2 separate regions of the Mus musculus genome follow, and region 1 is linked to region 2. A link is a contact called in public HiChIP or PLAC-seq data. All regions are on one chromosome and are shown on one strand. Each heading gives the region's core, a stretch centred on a gene start, on an enhancer-like site or on the middle of the called end of the contact. The rest is flanking DNA. Distances are from core to core; before and after follow the strand shown. Region 1 has its middle 9.4 kb from the start of Eif4ebp1. Region 2 has its middle 16 kb from the start of 2310008N11Rik.

What was found. HiChIP or PLAC-seq counts read pairs in DNA pulled down with a chosen protein or histone mark.
Region 1: a contact with region 2 is called in an H3K27ac HiChIP or PLAC-seq map of extraembryonic endoderm stem cells. The contact joins two enhancer-like sites. A contact is called at or near these places in 1 of 39 promoter capture datasets (pre-B cells) and 2 of 115 datasets of contacts at active chromatin or transcription factors (extraembryonic endoderm stem cells and pancreatic cancer cells).

Annotation. Positions count from the first base shown.
Region 1 is chr8:27,247,737-27,254,022 of GRCm38.p6, forward strand. No RefSeq gene overlaps it. Among named protein-coding and RNA genes, the nearest start is that of Eif4ebp1, 9.4 kb to the right of the region's middle. Within about 2 kb of position 3,140, at least 36 of the 459 cell types and tissues checked have an H3K27ac peak or open chromatin away from gene starts, as enhancers often do. A contact at or near this core is called in extraembryonic endoderm stem cells, where this site is marked.
Region 2 is chr8:26,836,923-26,843,686 of GRCm38.p6, forward strand. No RefSeq gene overlaps it. Among named protein-coding and RNA genes, the nearest start is that of 2310008N11Rik, 16 kb to the left of the region's middle. Within about 2 kb of position 4,444, at least 36 of the 459 cell types and tissues checked have an H3K27ac peak or open chromatin away from gene starts, as enhancers often do. A contact at or near this core is called in extraembryonic endoderm stem cells, where this site is marked.

The sequences.
Region 1 (6,286 bases), core at 1,890-4,389, 410 kb after region 2:
GCGTTGCTCAATAGCAAAATAACAGCTATGAATTAGCAATAAAAACAAATTTATGGTTGGGGGTTTCTAAGACCATCAGAAATATGTGTTTTCCAATGCTCTCTGCCCACAGCTTGGGAACTGCTGATCTAGGCTATCTGGGAGGAGGGAACTTCAGCTGTAGCGTTGCCTCCATCAGACTGGCCTGTGGGCATGTCTGTGAGGGGGATTTTCTTGGTTGGTGATTAATATGAGGAGTTTCAGGGGATTGTGGGTGGTACTACCTCTGGACAAATGGTAATAGGACGTGTAAGAAAGGTAGCCAAATATGATCTGGAGAGCAAGCCAGAAAACATTCTATTAGCCTCTGCTTCAGTTCCTACTGTTCAGTTCCCGCTGCCAGGGTTCCAGGTTGAGTTCCTGCCCTGTCCTCCTTTATGATGAACTCTAACTTGTAAGAGATGAAGACCCCTTTCTTCCCCAAGTTGCTTTTGGTCAGGGTGTTTAGTCACAGCAACAGAGTCTGGGACAGGGAGGAAGAAAGGGAAGGAGGAAAAGGCTAGCCCTTAGTTTCCCTTTCAAAGGCATGTGCCTGTGACATATGTCCTACCACTAGACCCCACCTCTTTATGGTTTCACAACTTCCCAACAATGGCATAGGCTGGGCACCAAGTCTTTATATGTGGGCCTTTGGAGACTAGTTAAGACTATAGCCAGATGATAACTGAAGAAGAAAAAACATGAAAATATGAAAAGTACAAATATTTCTACTATTTGCAATACCCCCCTAACCCCACAAGCTTGAAGCAGTGGAGACGAGTCACAATCAGCATGTCATTGCAAGAGGATGTTTTAGTCGTTAAAAACCCATTTCTGCTACGATCAGTGTTTAAAAATTCTCATTCCGAGCCGGGCATGGTGGCGCACGCCTTTAATCCCAGCACTCGGGAGGCAGAGGCAGGCGGATTTCTGAGTTCGAGGCCAGCCTGGTCTACAAAGTGAGTTCCAGGACAGCCAGGGCTATACAGAGAAACCTTGTCTCAAAAAACAAACAAACAAACAAACCAAACAAAATAAAAATTCTCATTCCAATAAATAACTTCTGAGATGTTTACCCAAAGACATTCTGTAAATATCTTGAAAGTTATATGAAATAAATTCCTTATCCTAGAGGAGGTTCCTACCCAAGTGGTATTGGTTATTGAAGACAGGTTCTCTGACCCTATGAATACATGGAAATGTGGGCTAATTCTCAACATAATCTGACCCTTATTTTCTGTTTCTTGGTTTTGATTGTGTGTGTGTGTGTGTGTGTGTGTGTGAGAGAGAGAGAGAGAGAGAGAGAGAGAGAGAGAGAGAGACTTAGTCAGTGTTCCATTGTGTTGAAGAGACACCATGAACATTGAAAGCATTTGGTTGGGGGTTGGCTTACTGTTTCAGAGGTTTAGTCCATTATCATCATGGCAGGAAGCATGGCAGCAGGCCAGTATGGTGCTGGAGAGGTAGATAAGAGTTACATCCTGATCTATAGGGTCAGGGAGACACTGGAGCTAGCATGGGCTTTGTCACCTCAAAACTCACTCCCAGTGACACACTTTCTCCATAAAAAGGTCATACTTCCACATTTTAATTCTTTTTAAAGGGTTCCACTCCCTGGTAACTAAGCAGTCAAATATATGATGCTGTGGGGGGGGGGGCATTATTATTCAAACAAGCACATTCCATTCCCTGGTTCCCAGGGGCTTGTAGCCATATCATAATGCAAAAATAGATTCAGTTCAACCTCAAAAATCCTATCTGTAGTCCATCACGGTCCTAGGACTGTTTAAAAGTCCAAAGTTTAAAGTCTCTTTGGAGACTCATGGCAATCTCTTCACTACAACCTCCTGTAAAACCAAAAGGCAGATCACATGCTTCTAACATACAATGACATAGAATATAAAAGGGGGGGGGAGCCTAGTGAGGAAATACTGGACCAAAAGCAAGACCAAACATCAGTTGGGTACACTCAGAACTTCGTATCCATGTCTGATGTCAAAGTACTCTTTAGGTCCCCCACTCCTTCCAGCTTTGTGGAGAGCTGCACACGTCTCTCTCTTCGGCTGGTCCCACTCCCTGTTAGCAGCTCTCCTTGGCAGGTATCCCACGAGTCTGGCATCCTTACCATCTTGGGGTCTCCAGTGAAATCTGGCTCCACCCCCACAGCTTTATGTAATGGCCTTTCTGGGCCTCTATGCAGGGACAGCCTTGGCCTCTGTTTGTACCTCTGTCAGTCTGTACTTCTTTCAGTATCTTCCTGGGCTACGCACCCTGTGGTGAGACCAACAGCTGAGGGATTGTCACCACTTTCTTTTCTTGCATCGATCGCTGCAGGGGAGTGGTTTGGAACAGCTTGGCTCCATTCTTTGCTGACTAGAAGAGACAGCACAAGCCCAAGCTTGCTAGGCTGGAGTTTACTTAGAACGGGACAGATTAGCCCGATATAACCCCAGCACGAATGTGCATGGCCGGGAGCTGAGCTGTTCATCAGAATCCTAGACCTCACTCCCCTGCCTCAGCAAAGCTGAGCTTCCAGTCTGAAAAGCGAGCCAAGTTCCCTCCTCAGCTTCTGGTTTCTCTCGCTTGAATCCTGTTGCGTTTAGGGAGCTTCAGTGATGTTCTGCCACATACCCACTCCCCAAACCCTTGGACCACAGCCACAAACAGGATACGACAGAGTGACAATGCCTACCTTGAGAAACCTATAGGAACATGTTGAAGTATCTTTAACTCACCTGTTCTCTGGAAGATCGTTGCCTTCTGCTAAACTAGGCCTAGTCTTAGAAACTTCTAACCTCCATACAATCTTATCTAGACCTAGAATATTTTCAGCCTTTGAGACTTACTGATAGAGAAACTCACCCCTTCCTAGTTCTTATTGAGCACTGGATAGCTGATTCAACTCAGCTGTCCTGGCTCAAACTCCTCTTCAAGCTGTCTGATTCCGTCTGACCTCTCAGTTTCTTACTGAATTGTTTGGTTTGGTCACAAACTAATTCCAGCAATCTGTTCTAATCTTCTGCTCCTTCTCATTCTCTGGTTTTCTGTCCTCACCCGTGTCTGGCTTGTTCTCTCTCTCTTTCTACAACCTGTCTCTGTAAACTGCCCCTTTCCTCTCTCTTCTTGTGAAAGTTGGGCGTATCCTATTGTAGGGGGCGGTTCTGATGCTTTGGCCCGGGAATTTGCATGTAAATACTGAAGGTCCTGTTCTCCAATTGGTTCTTGATCGAGCAATAACGATGTTGGCAGCCAATGGCTGGGTGGAAAAGGTGCGACTTCCAGGTTCCCATAGGCAGGCTGATAGATGCAGGAAGGGGAAAGAAAATTCACCATGCTTCAGAGGGAGAGAGAGCCACTAGCCATGTGAAATCTTGGGTGGAGTGACTATTGGTTGCTAGCCTGACTGGGCCTGGGGTTGCAGGAGGGAGATCAGAAGTTCAACTAAGCCGAGGGCAGATTTAAAGGTGTTGAGCTAAGACTAAAGGTAACTGAACAGCTAGACTGAGGGCAGATTTAGAGGTGTTAAGCTGGGAGTGAAGGGGAGTAAGGGCCATGGGAAAGTTAGCTGAGGGAGGCTTAGAAGTGCCTGACCATTGAGTTAAAACACATAAAAATGCGTGTCTTTTATCCTCAGATCCACAGGAACCAGGGTGGGGGCTGGTACCTCTGTCTGTCCAGAGCTTAAAGCGAGGTAGTAGAAACTACCTGCTACTTCCTATTCTGTCAAATCTTTATCTGATTTGCCACTTCGTCTGCCACTCAACTAGATGTCACTTTTAAAAAAGAGATATTTTTATTTATAGGAACACACTGTAGCTGTCTTCAACACACACCAGAAAAAGGTATTGGATCCCATTACAGATGGTTGTGAGCCACCATGTGGTTGCTGGGATTTGAACTCAGGACCTCTGGAAGAACAGTCAGTGCTCTAAACGGCTGAGCCATCTCTCCAGCCCTAGATGTCACTTTTGTGTTTTCTTCTACAAATTAACTTTACCTTCATTGGGATTAAAGGTATGTGCTAGAGACGATTAAAGGAGTGTGCTAAGGGCTGAACCACACCACAACTAGACCCCCCCCCCCCCCCAGTCTCAGGGGGTCACAATGTGATCGAATATCCTGCAATAGGAACTTGTTTCCAAAACAGTAAGCTTGGGAGGGAGGGAGCAACCTTGTCAAGACGGCACTGAGGACTCCACAGAGCACCCTCATTATCCGCTAAGCTCCAAGCTCCGGCTGCCTGCAGCCTTTTTTCTCTGCGGGGTTTTCTCCACCACCTCTGCTTTTGTGTTCCGCGGCTCCTCCCCTCTGCCACGCCCCGGGAGGGGGGCTCAGCGCTGGGTTTCGTAGCCCCCAGAACAAAGCTCAGTTGCCCTACTTGCCGAGGAGCACTTTTCTAGTGGCTTGGATTCCTAGCCACGAAGCCCGGGAAAGTGAGGCTTGTGCCTGAGCTGGCACCAGGCTTCTCCTCAAGGGGGACTTCCAGTCAGTGGATGTTTAACTGGGAGTTTTGCATCTGAGTTCGAGAGAGATATTAGCTGATAGTTTTCCTTCCAGTGCCCTCCCAGTCTTGTTTGGCATATGCTAGCTTTGTAGAGTGAACTGGAACATACTCCTGTGCTCTGGAGTAGTTGTACAACATTGCTGTGTCTATATTTTCTTTGAGCTTTCGATAGAATTCTCCAGTGCAAAGCTAGGTATGGTGGCTCATACCTGTTATCCCAGTACTTGGGAATAGAGGGAGGGGGAGGGGGAGGGGGAATTGTTTTACTGCTTGTCTGAGTTCAGCTTGGTCCACATAGTGGGTTTCAGGCCAGCCAGGCATACAGAATGAGACCCTGTCCTGTTTCATCAGAACAAACAGAATTTTCGAGCGTAATCACCAGGGATGCGCGTTTTCTTTGGGGGGAGAGTTATCTATTTTATTTTAATCACAGCTCCCTCGTCCACCAACACTCACAAAGGGCAGTGGCTGAGCCACAGGCTTTGCACTGTAATAGACCCGGGAAGTTATCAGATCCCACATCCCTCTCCATATGTGCAAACTTGAGGCCTGTGGTTGGGGTCTGAGGTCACCGGCTCTTCAGTGGCAGAGATGGGAGGAGCCTATCACTGGGGATGCTAGCCCAGCTCTCGCTGCTGCCCTGCTGCTGAGGTGCGCATGGTAGTGGTTTTAGAAGAAGTGATGTTTAGTTGGTCAGACATTTTTCTTCATCTCTCACTCACTCATCAGAAATAAAAGGCTTGCCCTCATACAACGCCTACCTAGGAAGAGTTCCTGAAGTTGTTTCTAACCCAAGGTGAAAACAGAAAGGGCAGCGGGCAAAGGCAGGTTCTGCTAACTCAGAACCATGAGGCAGGAGGACACAGCTTTGGCAACCAGGTCTGCCAAGGAAGAGGTCACTTTGAAGCTAATTGGCTGGACCACCTCTCTCTGTTAGGCTGCCGGGAGCTGGGATGAGAAACTGGGCCAAAGGAAAACAGAGAAATTAGGACCTCTCCTACTGGTCAATTTATGAGGTAAATTATTTTATTAATTATGAATTATTTCAATAATTTCTATTTTTACGTGTATGTGTGCTTTTCCTGCTTGTATACCTGTGCAAGCAAATATGTATCCTTGGAGGCCAGAAAAGAGTGTTGGATTTCCTGGAACTGGAGTTGAGGATGGTGGTCAGCTTCCATGTGAGTCCTGGGAACTAAGCCCAGATCCTCTATTGAGAATATCAAATGCTTTTTTTTTTTTTTTTTTTTTTTTTGGTTTTCGAGACAGGTTTTTTTCTGTGTAGCCCTGGCTGTCCTGGAACTCACTTTGTAACTCAGAAATCCACCCGCCTCTGCCTCCCAAATGCTGGGATTAAAGGCGTGTGCCACCACGCCCAGCGCTCAAATGCTCTTAATCTCTAACATGTTTTGAGCCCCTGAATTGATTTTATTAAAAAGAAATTTCTTTTGGCTTGGAGTGGTGATACACTCCTGTAATCGGAAGATCTGGAGTCTTGGGCCATCCTCTCTGCTTCAGGAGTTTAAGGCCAGCCTAGGCAGAGGTTAAATAAAGCAAGTGAAACAAAGCAAAAACAAAAGCAAAATACAGGAGAAGCAGGAAGGCACTAGGGGGCGCCCTGGCCCAGTAGCTGCAGGGCTGCAAAGCAACCCCAGGGCCTCCCTCTTTGGATGATGGCCTCTTGGGTTTCTCTTACACTTCCACACTCCACCGTGGCTGAAACAAAACAAAACAAAACAAAACAAAACAAAACAAAACAAAACA
Region 2 (6,764 bases), core at 3,194-5,693:
TGGTGCTGGTCCACGCCTACACCTTTAACCACCAGACCCTCTCCCTACAAGGATGCAAATATTTATCAGGCACTAAGTTGTGCCTCCAGGCATAATGCATATCCCTTTATGTATACTTTTGTGTTTGCTACTCCCAACAATTGTATGAGGCGTTACTCTGGCTCTCTGCACTTTAAAGAGAAGGAAAGGGAGGCAAGTGGCCTTACAGGCAAGCTAGTGCTGTGTAGACCAGGCCTATACACCCCTGTCTCTCTACTTCTCTATTCAGCTCCCTTCAGCACCGTACCTCTAGACTCGCCTCATAGGAGAGGCTACATTGGGATTCACTGAGTACCACTTTCCCTAAGGAAGATAACTCAATCTTGCTTCTTCAGTCTCTTGCCCCACAGTAACAGTGCAGAGGCAGGGGACCCAGCCTCCCAGCCTCTCACCAGGATGCTGTGGAACTATCCCCATGCTCTTACCGAGGGCACTTAACCTCACCTGCTTTCTGTTTCACCTTCTGGCTGGGACAGAAGGAATGCTGGTAACTATACTGGCTTGACTGCTGGACCCCTGAGGACTGAGCATCCTGAGGTCCCCCATCAGTCTTTCCATGACCTTCACTAGCCAAAGCCTCTTTGCAAATGGTATCCAAACTCTGCTCCAAAGGAAGGAAACCCCTTTCATGGCTTGCTCATCTTCCCATAAATATGGAGGCAATTAACAGAAAGCCCAAGCCCAAGAGGAATCCTTAGAGCCGTGTTCATCTTCATAATGATGAAGAAAACCCCTCAGGGGGCCTGAGTCACTGCTGAGGTAGCGGGCTGTTACTGATCTGATTAACTAGAGCTCCTAAGGAAACAAGAAGAACACCCTCCCAGCAGCCTTCCTCCCAACCCACACCACTCCAAGGGCTTCTGCCATGGAGGCCTCCTGCCTGGCTGTCACTGGGCATCAAAGAAGTCTTGGTCTTCTGTCAACCCATCAATAGACTCCAAATTTTCCAGACCTCTACTCTCATTCTGAACTCCCTACCCAAAGGCAAATCATTACTTCATCAGCAAAGAGTGCCTTCTGCTGAGCATCATGGGAAAGGTGGAAGGGATCTTCCATCCCCGTGAAGCCCTGAGTCCCTACATGACATGATCCAACATCTGGCTGCAGTGTTGCATGTTCTAAATGGGTCTTCTGAAGGTGACTTCCTTCCTTATGGCCCAGGCATCTCTTAAAGCCCCATTCTCTTGAGTTGACAACCCCATGTGTGTCAAGGAGACCTTGACACATTTAGTTACAAAGCCATAAAGAAAAAATCTCAGGATTGGGACAGGCTTCCCAGCCATCTCTCCCACCCTTCCTCAAATCTTCTCTCATCTGCTTCCAGCTCCTCTTGAGGCAAATATATAGTTTCTATTATAACACGCTGTGCCCAGTGAAAGCTCAATAAATATTTATTGATGGTGGTCCCCGTGATGCATTAACAGCCAAAGCTATAAAATTAAAGTTTCACACAAGGAGAGACCCTGGTGAGAAAGAAACTGCTGCATAAAGTTGAAAATTTTTCCATGTGACAAGTGTTCACACAAATATACACAATATGTCAAACTGAAGACCATAGTTCTCTACCCCAGCCCATCCAGAGGCTCAGGAAATGCCCTCCTGAGGATGCTCCTGCTTTATGGATGCCATGGTCTGCTTCTCTGAGGCCCAGCATCTCAGCCGGTCAGGCTCCAGAACTGTCTATCTTCGTTTCCTTGAAGGTACAAGGGCCAACAAAATTCTTGCCATGGGGTGGAAATTAGGAGTGTTAGCATTTTGTTTAGATTCCATCCCACAGTTACCTGGCAACAGTCAGGTGTGCCTGACTCACTATAAAAGGGACTGCTTGCCCCCTCTGCTCTCTCTTGTTCTCCTACTTTCTTGCTCTCTCTCTGCCCTCTTGCCCCTTACCCCTCTCTCCCCCTATTTCCCTCTCCCCCCTCTCTCCAGGTTCTCATGGTCAGCCTCTACTCCTCTACTTTTCTCTTCTCTTCTCTTCTCTTCTCTTCTCTTCTCTTCTCTTCTCTTCTCCCTTCTTCTTCTTCTTCTTCTTCTTCTTCTTCTTCTTCTTCTTCTTCTTCTTCTTCCTCCTCTCTCTCTCTCTCTCTCTCTCTCTCTCTCTCTCTCTCTCCTACACTCTCAACTCCCCCCCCACCATGCCCTGAATATTCTATTCTATACTGTTGTGTAGCTGCTCCCTCAGAGGGACAGGATGCCTAAGCATGGGCCGCTGGAGTCATCCCCTTCCCCCACACTTCCACCAAACATACTCCTTCTCTCTCCCTTATATTTTTATAGACACAACAGGAAGGCTAAGACGAGGTCCAACTTTGGGCTGCTGTGTTGCCTGTTCTCAGTTGGTTTTTAGTCTATGACCAAAACTATGCACGGAAGTAAATCTTTTCCCCTTATATGCTGATTGTCTGGATAATTGTTACAGTACCAGAAAACTGACTGATACAATAATTTACATTTTGAAGCAAAAGCCAGGGAGAGACCCCATAAAAGATAGAGGGAAGAGTCAAGAAGCCTAAGGCCTTATGAATACAGACCAGTGATTACCAATCATCAGACAGTCCCTGGCCATCCCAATGTGTTTATAGCTATGAATATCTATTGCAGGTGTAAGAAACTCCATAGTGCTGTTTTAGAACCACTAGTGTTTCTGCGCATCAGGACGACCTGCTAATCTAACAGTAGTACCAAAAATCGCTTAGCCCCAGTCAGTCTCAGCTCCTCTGACTCCTAGTATAAATTCAACTGGGGTGGGGATGGAAGCATGGCATGATACATCAGGGTAGGGGGATGAAGATGGAGTCCCAGAGTAGATGAGAGGTCAATCAGGAGAGAGCCCTGCAACTCTGGAAACCCAAGGGACGACAGTCCATGAGCTGGTGAGGTTTATGAGCTTAAAGGAAACTCAGCCAGCTCAAATGGAGGAAAAAAAATGGAGATAGCTTTCCAATGGGCTAGCGGCTGCTGATAGCATCAAATGAGTGAGATTATATACGTGTGGCTCACTTCCTGGAAGCCTTGTCCATACCCAAAGACTCTTCCCCTGGAGGAAGCCATTTTGAACCTGGCTTTGTTTAGCCTAAAGTGCTCTAACACACTAGAGATCAAGGATAGCGAAGAAGGCGGGACATAGAACAGAAACACAAAGGAAACAGCCATACCACCCCAAGATGGAGTCTGGAGGAAACATGCTAACCCTGCCCAACCGTTCCCCGCTTTAGCCTTTGAGCCATATACCAAAAGGTCCCTCAAGAAAGCTCAGCTATCAAACAGGTACGGTCTGCCTGTCTTTCCTAGTAAACCCCTGAACTCTAGACTGCCCCGTGTGTTCCAACTCTGGCCCCTGTGTGGTCAGTTCTCAGGAACCTCGTATGCTTGGTGATTGACAAGCAACTTGAGCTAAGAGGACAGAGAGACAATAAATATTTGGTGGCATTGCCTAGTGCCAGGCACTCTTCTGGTTGCTATCCTCCCTCAGGAAGATCACAAAGTGTCCACACACAGAAAGAGAACACCCACAGTCCACTTGGCATGGCTCACTGGCCTCTTCCCAGCCTGACCTGGCTTCTGCAGCTACTGAGTGATGTTCACATTTGTGCTGTATGTTCCTGCCCAGATGGGTGTCTGATCTTGTCCTGGCCAGTTTTTCCACATAAGGGGACCTGGTACACTTTTATAGGAACCCAGTTGTTCCCTGGAGCCAGACTCTAATGCTGCCCAGATGCGGCAAAACAGAAGGGCCATTCACAAACAACCGAAACATCAACACACTTTGAAAGCGGTCTGTTAGCACTTGTCACGAGCACAATAAAAAAAAAAAAAAAAAAAAAAAACCAACACAATGGAACCAACCATCAGAAAGTAGGAGGTATTCAGGCTTTAGGAGCTTGGCTTTCGTGACTTAGAAAAGCAAAGCAAAGGGGCAGAACCAGTTCCCACTTGGGCTGTGGCTTGTTTGCTCTGCTTATCTGAAGTCAGAGCTAACAATGCTCATCAAATCAAAAGACCTCTAAGTTTCTCCTTTGCCACTGGCCCCTGTACAGAGCAGTGTCGCCTTCTGGAACTGGCAGGCGTCAGCATAGGGCTCCTACGACACCTGTCTGACAATGCCACTCTCAACTGTGACCCTTGACCCTAAGAAGAGATCAGATCATTTGCTGGAATAATCTTTTGCAGCTAGGGTGGAGGGCTGGAGACACCTGAGAACAATGGGACCCACTCCCTTCTCTTCTGTCAACTGCCCTATCTGCTGCCAGTTAGCCAGAGCAGGACCAGAGGTTCTGCCTTTCTGCCTGAGGCCTGGCTGCTGACACATGGTCCCAGCCTCTATCACCATCAACCCTACAGACACTAGACGCACAGAGCCTTCAGTCTGCATGGCAGATGCAGAGCAGGTGATATCCTCTTGTGAAACAAGGCCACCTGCGTGCCACATTCACTCAAGGTCATTTCCCCATGTCTCTTTGGCTCAGGCACTGCCTAATTCCCACCATGGGCGCTGTCTCAGCCGTCTATCAAGTTACCTGCGGGTGACTTCAGTAAGCTTAGTCCATTCGGGTGCAGTATGCTTGAATGTTGACTCTAAGTAAAGAAAATAGGAGATTAGCCAAAGGGCTTGAGGACTTGGCATGCTATCCAATGGGAGAGGTAGGGCCCTAAAAGCCCTGCTGGTCAGAGTGGGGACCTGGAGGTTCAAGACATTGGGTTCGGGGGAGGGAGGTTGTTTGGTTGGTTGGTTAGTTGGTTTGGTTTTGGGGTTTTGGTTTGGTTTTGGGGGTGTTTTGCTTTCATCCACACACCCTCGTGTACCCCATTTCTTCATATGTCCCCCAGTTGCCCAGTCTACTGGACCCACTGAGACATGAATGGATCAGGAAACCCTACTGTGTTCTTCTCTCTTGCCTGAAAGAAATGGAGAAGGGAAGCAGATGTCAGAACAAAGGAATGAAATATACGTAAAAAAAGGAACCCTCTGTCTCTGCCTCAGGCCTTAAGACTACCATCCACTCTGCCATAATCCTTCGTGGCATTTGCCCGTGGCATTTGCCAGCTCCTCCTGAATCCAGTTGTTGCCCTGGAACAGGCTGTTACCAGTTCAGCAGTAACGGTAAAACCAAACACCTATAATGTGATCCACTTCCCTTTAACCACTTCAGACATCTCAACAGGTTATACTTGCAGCCAGAAAGCCTCTACTTCCCAAGATGCCTTTCCGTCTACCAAGGACCACCCAGTTCCTGTCTCCCTGAGCCAGGTAGGGATGGAAGAGCAAGCATCCAAGCAGCTTCACCCTAGGACTTTCCACCGAGGCCACCTTCCCAGAAATAAGCCTGTGGTGGTAAAGAAAGGGTTGGGGGAGGGGACACAGAATTTTTACTCAGAGAAAGCTATAGTTCAAATCTTAGCCTGATCATGTACTCGCTGTCTGCTTGCTGAAGGCTAGTTTCTGTAACAGCTGTAAAGACTAAAACTGATCATGGTTAGCAAGACCCAGCTTTGAGACTAACAGATAAATATCAGCTGCTGGGCCAGCAAGATTGCTCTGTGGATAAAGGTACTAGCCACCCAGCCTGAAGACCCGAGTTTGATCCCTGGGATCCACAGAGTAGATGGAGAGAACTCTAGCAAGTTGTTCTCCAACAACCACACATACGCATGCCATATGCACACACACACACACACCACAAATAGATGAATAAAATTCAAACTAAGACCAGTGAGATAGCTCAGCTGGTAAAGGCACTTGCCACCACGTCTGATGAGCTAGCTCTGTCTCTGATACTCACCTAATGAGAGGCTTAAGCCAACTCTTGCAAGTTGTTCTCTGACCCCCATGCAAGGGCTCTCGTGCATAAGTAAGTGTGATTTTTAATTGTTTAAATAAGTAGACAAGGGGGCTGGAGAGATGGCTCAGCAGTTAAGAGCACTGACTGCTCTTCCAAAGGTCTCGAGTTCAAATCCCAGCAACCACATGGTGGCTCACAACCATCCATAATGAGATCTGACACCCTCTTCTGGTGTGTCTGAAGACAGCTACAGTGTACTTACATATAATAAATAAATAAACCTTTAAAAAAATAAGTAGACAAAAAGAAAAAAAATGTATCCACTCCTGCATTCTTCTCACCATCTGCTACAACAGGCAACCAATCAACAGGGCCATATTCATTGGATGCCAATTAAATTGCCCAATATGGTGGGTGTTCAAAGAATAGGCATCAACAAGCCAAGGTCACTACCTTGGGGGAAGGTTCTAGGATGATGGAGATGATGTGGAAAAAATAAATAAATAAGAAAATGCTAAACAGAAACGAACATCAGTATTATTATAAGAAAGCAACTTGTACTTGGCCAGGCTGGGGCTCAGCAGCTTCAAACGACTGCTTACTGGCTCTGTGATCTTGACCCCTGTCAGTCTTGGTTTTGTTTGTTTGTTTGTTTTTTACATTGGGAAAAGGAGAAAAATATTACCTCTCTCATGGATCTGTGGCCAAATTATAATAAATGGCCATCATGTAATGTGGAGGCTATTTCTACCTCATAGAGGTGGGCTACAGATTAAACACATTAATATATATGTGTGTGTGTGTATATATATATATATAAAACCAAGCAGAGCTATATAAATGTTAGCTATTATTGCCTTGGAGAATATAGGCTTCCTGAAGGAAGGACTTGGGGCTGCCTTTACATGCAGTGACACGTTCCCAGAAGAACAGGTGCTGCCCCCA